Regions from separate parts of the Mus musculus genome. Here region 1 is linked to region 2. The links are chromatin contacts, called in public Hi-C maps. All regions are on one chromosome and are shown on one strand. Each heading gives the region's core, a stretch centred on a gene start, on an enhancer-like site or on the middle of the called end of the contact. The rest is flanking DNA. Distances are from core to core; before and after follow the strand shown. Region 1 has its middle 21 kb from the start of Fignl1. Region 2 overlaps Ikzf1 (IKAROS family zinc finger 1).

Region 1 (3,064 bases), core at 494-2,993, 72 kb after region 2:
GTTTCAGGATAGCTAGGACTCCATAGTGAGATCCCATTTCAAAAAGTATACATGTAATATATATGTATATGCATGTTATATATTATATATAATATAAAATCAGAGAGATAATAGGCCTAGGACAACATAAGAGAACAGGGGGATAGTTAAAGTTTCAAGTAGGGATGGGAACAGGGTGATGGGGAGAAGGATGCATGAAGAAGCCTTATAGAAGTCCACTAATTTATAATCTAATTAAAGAATATAAAACACTTTCTAAAACTTTCTATGAAAAAAAAAAAACATTAAAGGAAGACATGATCACAAAGCCAGCTCTGCAGAGGATACTGGAAGGAACACTGTAGTCCAATAAACACAACTTACCGTCAAGTAAAAACAGTGTCAAGCTGGCTGTGGGGGCACACGCCCTTAATTGCAGTGCTCAGGAGGTAAAAGGTGGAGGATATCCCAGTTGGAGGCCATCCTGGTCTACAAAGAGAGCTTCAGGACAGGCAGAGCTACACAGAGAAACCCTGACTCAGGTGGGTAGGGGGGACAACAGTACCATTAGGATAAAGCAATTTATTTATGGAAAAGGGAACTCCAGGGAAATGCAACTAAAAAACATACAGGCACAGCTATTCTAATATTTGACAAAATGACATCAAACCAAATATAGTCAGATAAGGAAGGCCACTCCACACTCATTAAAGGGAAAAAAAAAAATCAACCAAGAGGCCACAACGCCAACCGCGTAGATCCGCAGTGCTCTCCACTTTCTTGGTTTATGCAGTGAGCAGTAGTGAATGCAGGCTCCCCTGCCAGTGCCAAGGATGATGAACTCTCAGGCTCAGCTGTGGATGAATCACTCACCTGCCTGAGCCTCCTCCGTCCCAGGCTCAGGGAACAGCACAGAAGAGTGAACAGAGAGAATGTAAGAGTTGTCGGCAGAGCTGGGAGATGTTGGCTTCTGGATACGCCACACACGGCAGCCAAACACATCAGCTCACAGCACCTGTGGACACCAGTGCAAGACCTGCACAAGAGTAAGCCAGTAAAAACTCCAGCATAAATGAGGAAGACATCCCCAAGATCCCATTAGCGGAGGAGTTATTAGAAGTTGATGGCTACTGTGGTAGGAACCCACTACAGACCCACACCCATTGCATTTGGACAGCATTAAGAGGACTCGGGGCTTGTCAATTTAAAAAAAAAAAAAAAAAGGAGTAGGGTGATGGGGTAAAGGCCTCTGGGGAGAGTGGAGGGAGGTATCAGTAGATAGATATGATTAAATGCATTATTTAAATGTATAAAATTTTGAAAGAATAAAATCATTTTTAAAAAGTTGTTATGAAGCCAGGCGTGGTGGCACACGCCTTTAATCCCAGGACTCGGGAGGCAGAGGTAGGTGGATTTCTGAGTTCGAGGCCAGCCTGGTGAGTGAGTTCCAGGACAGCCAGGGCTATACAGGGAAACCCTGTCTCGAAAAAGAAAAACAAACAAAAAACAACAACAACAACAACAACAAAGTTATGAGTTTTAAAGGACCTAAACTCACTGTTAAAATACGAAAAAGACTCTCAAACCTGAGCTTTTTCAGCAAATCAATAGACTGAAAATTTCTAACATCTAGGTTGGAATTCCTTGCAAGGGTACCTACCAAAACTCAAACTTTTTTCCACAGAAGGATAGAGTCCCTGGCCGAGCGCCGGGGAAAATCTGAGAGGCGCTCGCCCCCTAGTGGCAACAGAAGGCAAGATAGGGAAGCCGATTTCACTGGTCTTAAAGGGAGCTTGGGAATGCAGCGCGGCCTTTTAAGGCCAGGCACAGGCTTACCACCTAGTTAAATATGCTTTGTGAGAGTCCTTTACTTGTGGGTTAGTTTTGAAATTAAAACCTTGCTTTTGAAATTGACCTTAAGAACTCAACAACTGGGCCTACTGAAACCAGTTCTTGTATAAACACTGTTAATGCCAGGCCCACAGGGACTGTGGGGAAGCCCAGAACCCTCTAGCTGCTCCTATGGACACTCCTGACCTCTGCTGGTCAGAGCAGGTGGAGCCTGCCTATCTCAAAAACCTAGCTCAGAATGCAGTCTGAGATTCTAAGAGCTGGCTGCTCACCACACTGGCCAGTGACACTGACCAACTCATGAGTGAGTATGACAGAAAATGACGGGATGTTAACAGATCTGGGCTCAAATCCCAAGGGAGCAAATCTGAGCTTCGGTGAGCTGTCAGAGGGCTTCATTACTCTCCGTGGCTGTAGTAGAAGGGCATCTTCTGTCTCTGGGGTGGCTGTAGGGGAAAACGAAATGCAAAGGTGTATCAATTCACAGCGCAGTGCACAGGACTCTCTTCACCCCAAACACACACACACCCTCAGCACTGTTTAGAGCCTGCCATCTCGTTATCCAGACTAACTTCACCGTGAGACCAACCCAGAGAGTTATGAGGAAGATGAACATCCACTTGGAGTATATGATGCCGACCCGTGTGCTATAAGCGTTTTAATGTCATTTCTCTGTGAAAAAAAGTTTAACCCCTAGTTGGGTTTGTGCGTTTTTTGAATAGGCACCTAAATTACCACTAACCGTTCAGCTCTGTGTTTACCAATTATGTTTGTAAGCTAGAAAACCCCAAATATCCTTCAAATGTGCATGGATTAAAAACAACAACCAAAAAGTCCACTGTGTTATGTGCATATCATGGATACTAAAAAAAGAAAGGAAAAAACCCTAATATTTGCACCAACATAGTAAGTAATTGCATTCCCTTGATGAAATCAACTAAGAGGTTGCAATATGTGGTTTATGAAAACTCTAGCAAATGCAAACTAACATTTATGTTAAAAAGCAATTCAGTAGTTGTCCGGTGTTGCTTGAGAGTCAGGTGCAGTGAGTAGAAAGAATTACAAAAGAAGTCAAAGGTGTTTTCTGACTTGAGACGCATACTGTGGTGATGTAATTGTTAGCTTGACTCGATTTAGAATCATTTAGATTAATGATGAACACTTCCTGGTGCATCTGTGAAGGCATGCTCGAGATATGAACAAAGACGGCTCAAGCTACCCTGAATGGCAGATG
Region 2 (2,962 bases), core at 161-2,660:
GAGGGAAGAATGCTTAAAAGCAAAAGAGTAGAGGCACAAGAGGACCCCAGCATCTTGATCTGGGGTGTGAGCAGTGGTGCAGGCAAGGGGCCAGGTGATAGCTCCAGCTGCTTTACATAGTAGAGTTTGTTCTCACGATAGCAACTGTTAGGAGTCTTGGTCTCAGAGAAGGGTATTTGAACCTGTGCCAAGCAGTGTGAGTAAGGAGAAGTCAGGGAGAGATGGGGTTTGTCTACTGTCTTGGTATAGGTCCATGGGTATAGTGACCAACTACAGTGATTGTGGCAACAATGATAGTAATCCAGCGCTGATTAGCATAGAATCATGATAATTCTGATCCAGGGAATTGGCTGGAATGTAGGGATGGAAGAGGCAGATGTTCCATCTATGCATAGAGTCAGCTAGGTGAGACAAGAGAGGGAACCCTTGGAGGAACACTAGCCTTTAACTGTAGAGAAGAGGGGTAGAGGGGAGGAGACAGTCCTGCAGTTCAGATGAAATTTCTCAGAAGAATTATAGGATGGAAGCCACAGAAAACACATGGGACAAAAGTGAGAAAGGTCAAAGAGAACTTAGTGAGTGCCCTTAGTGAGGAGAATTTGGGCCAGTTGTGCATTTCCCAAAAGTAGCTCAACGAGTTGCAGGCAGAAACCAGACTGCCACGGAAACCAGACTGATGATCAGGGAATGGGAGGGTAGCCATGAGGGAGGATGGACAAGTCAGATGGCATGGGAACATGAGCTGAGAGTTGCTGGCTGAAGGGGAGATTTCCAGGCTGATACTTTAGGATGAGAATAGTTAAGAAGTAGGAAGGAGGCCAGGCGTGGTGACACATGCCTTTAACTGCAGAAGCTGGAGGATCTCTCAGTTGGAGGCCAGCCTGGCCTACAGAGGGATTTCCAGGACAGCCGGGGCTACACAGAGAAACCCTGTCAAAAACTAAAATTACGGGAAATAGGAAGGACTGGAGAAAAATAGACTAAGCTAAGAAGAAACCTGGGAAGCAAGCAGGGTGGTTCTCCCTCTCTTTGGGTCTCTCTTCAGAAAGATTGGCCCAAAACAGAGCTTCCTGGACCCTTTAGCTTTTTTCTCCATCTTCACACCTCATCCCACAGATAGAATTGGCCTGGATTCTCTCCCTGAGGGGTCCTCAGCACGTTTTCCCCTAGGGTAGAGCAGTGTCCCAGCAGTATGGATGGAATGATGGTGTTGCCTTATTGGGGATGAGAAAGGGAGAGGAGCTATCAAGCAAGAGTTTTCTAAGAGGAAACATGGCAAGATCTGATGCTCAGCACCTCACTGTTTTAGGATACTGATTCACAGTAGCACAGCTGTTGTTCAGGGCAGGGATACAGAGCCTTTGTGGGAGGCTGTCCCTGCCACACTGACCAGTAGTGCTACCCCACCCAGGTCTCTGTGATACCCACATGTCCCCATACAGCTCCCAGGTGAGAAGCTGACTCAGATGTCAGCCACACTTCCCTCAGCGTTCCCACACTCGAGAGCTTTCGAGTTCACACAGGACATCTTCAGCTGCCTAAGACTTTTATTGTGGTCAGTAATGTTCCAGAACCCAACATAGAAATTAAAAGTATACTATAGAGAATTTGGACCAAAAAAGATGCCCAAGCCCCACTCTCAAATGTGCAGCCCTTCTTCCGGCTTTTTTTCTCTTTGTGTCTCCAAAAATACAGGTTAACTGTGCAAAGCGGTTTGTTTCTGTAAATAAAACCCAGCATTAATCTTATCTTCACTGTACTCTGACCACTGAAATTCAAAAATCGCATTGTGCTCCCTTCATTTACTGAGAGAAACAAAGAGGAGTCCAAGATTAAAAGGCCCTGGAACAGATAGACAAACGCTACTTTCTGTTTCTGGGTTTGGTCCCAGTGTTATTTTCTGCTTTGTTCTCTGTGTGTTGAAAGAGTCAGTGGCTCTTCTGTATGTAGAGCAGTCAACTGACATTCCGTTAACTTTCCTTCTGCATGGGGTTTCAGAAAGAAATGGAAAAAAAAAAAAACAGGTTTTGTGCTGTGGTTGCCAGTTGCCACCTGTCCTCCTATCTGGTTAGGACATTTTTCTGATTTGGGAAGTATAAATATAACCCAGAAAAAAAAAAAAAAAACAGCTTCCCTTCCTTTTATGCAAAAGTAGAAAGGTTTAAGTAGAGACACCAGGCTCTACCCATCACCCTTCAAGTTTGCACAGAAGCAGCTAAGCCCTGTGCAGATGCCTGCTGGGGGAGGGGAAGTGAGAAGCGTCCCTCCTCAGGCCCTGAGTGGTTGAGTTCCAGCTTCTGACCTCTACCAGAGGAGCTCAACAGAGCACAGATCTGCTCAGAATCTCAAACCTTTTGTTGGGCTTTATTTATTTATTTATTTATTTATTTATTTATTTATCTATCTATTTATTTATTTTGATATGAGAAACTTAGAAATAATTCAAAATGTATGCTCAGTTGGCAGGGAGTCAGCTGACCTCAATAGATCCATTCATGCTGCCAGACTGTTAATGAACAGCTTGAAGACCACCATGGTTCGAAGTATTGACACCACAGATACTTGGCCAATGCTACAAGTTAGGGCTTTTTTCGTTTTGTTTTAATTTGGTTTGGGATTTGAGAGCTGGCTTGATACAATTTTCATATCATGACACGGAAGTGTGGGGGGGTATTTTTTGGATAGCTATTTGTGCAGTAAAGGCCAATAATTGGCTCCCAGTGGCTCTCTGCCATTGGTATCACAAATGAGGCCTCCTGCAGCAACTGCCCTCTCCCTTGTCATGAAGAGAGAGGACTTGTGTTGAATCTGTCAGCTATGTTCCACCAGGATGGCAATAGACATCATGAGGTGACTCCCCTCGCTGCTCCCTGAACCCATGGTGACAATTTCTCAGTAAGACTTAGCAATATGCAAATGTGGAAGAGAATGATCAAAAGTTCACCTTACCATGGAGGGACCC

What was found. A called contact is a pair of places that touch in the nucleus more often than the background predicts.
Region 1: a Hi-C map of bone marrow-derived macrophages shows a contact between it and region 2, with 2.2 times the contacts expected there. The contact joins two enhancer-like sites. A contact is called at or near these places in 7 of 39 promoter capture datasets (the 3T3-L1 cell line, 3T3-L1-derived adipocytes, embryonic stem cells and 3 more), 1 of 484 Hi-C or Micro-C datasets (bone marrow-derived macrophages) and 2 of 115 datasets of contacts at active chromatin or transcription factors (CD8 T cells and embryonic stem cells).

The regions. Positions count from the first base shown.
Region 1 is chr11:11,786,883-11,789,946 of GRCm38.p6, forward strand. No RefSeq gene overlaps it. Among named protein-coding and RNA genes, the nearest start is that of Fignl1, 21 kb to the right of the region's middle. Within about 2 kb of position 1,744, at least 85 of the 459 cell types and tissues checked have an H3K27ac peak or open chromatin away from gene starts, as enhancers often do. A contact at or near this core is called in CD8 T cells and bone marrow-derived macrophages, where this site is marked.
Region 2 is chr11:11,714,726-11,717,687 of GRCm38.p6, forward strand. All of the region lies in intron 3 of Ikzf1 (IKAROS family zinc finger 1), which reads left to right. Among named protein-coding and RNA genes, the nearest start is that of Ikzf1, 30 kb to the left of the region's middle. Within about 2 kb of position 1,411, at least 37 of the 459 cell types and tissues checked have an H3K27ac peak or open chromatin away from gene starts, as enhancers often do. A contact at or near this core is called in CD8 T cells and bone marrow-derived macrophages, where this site is marked.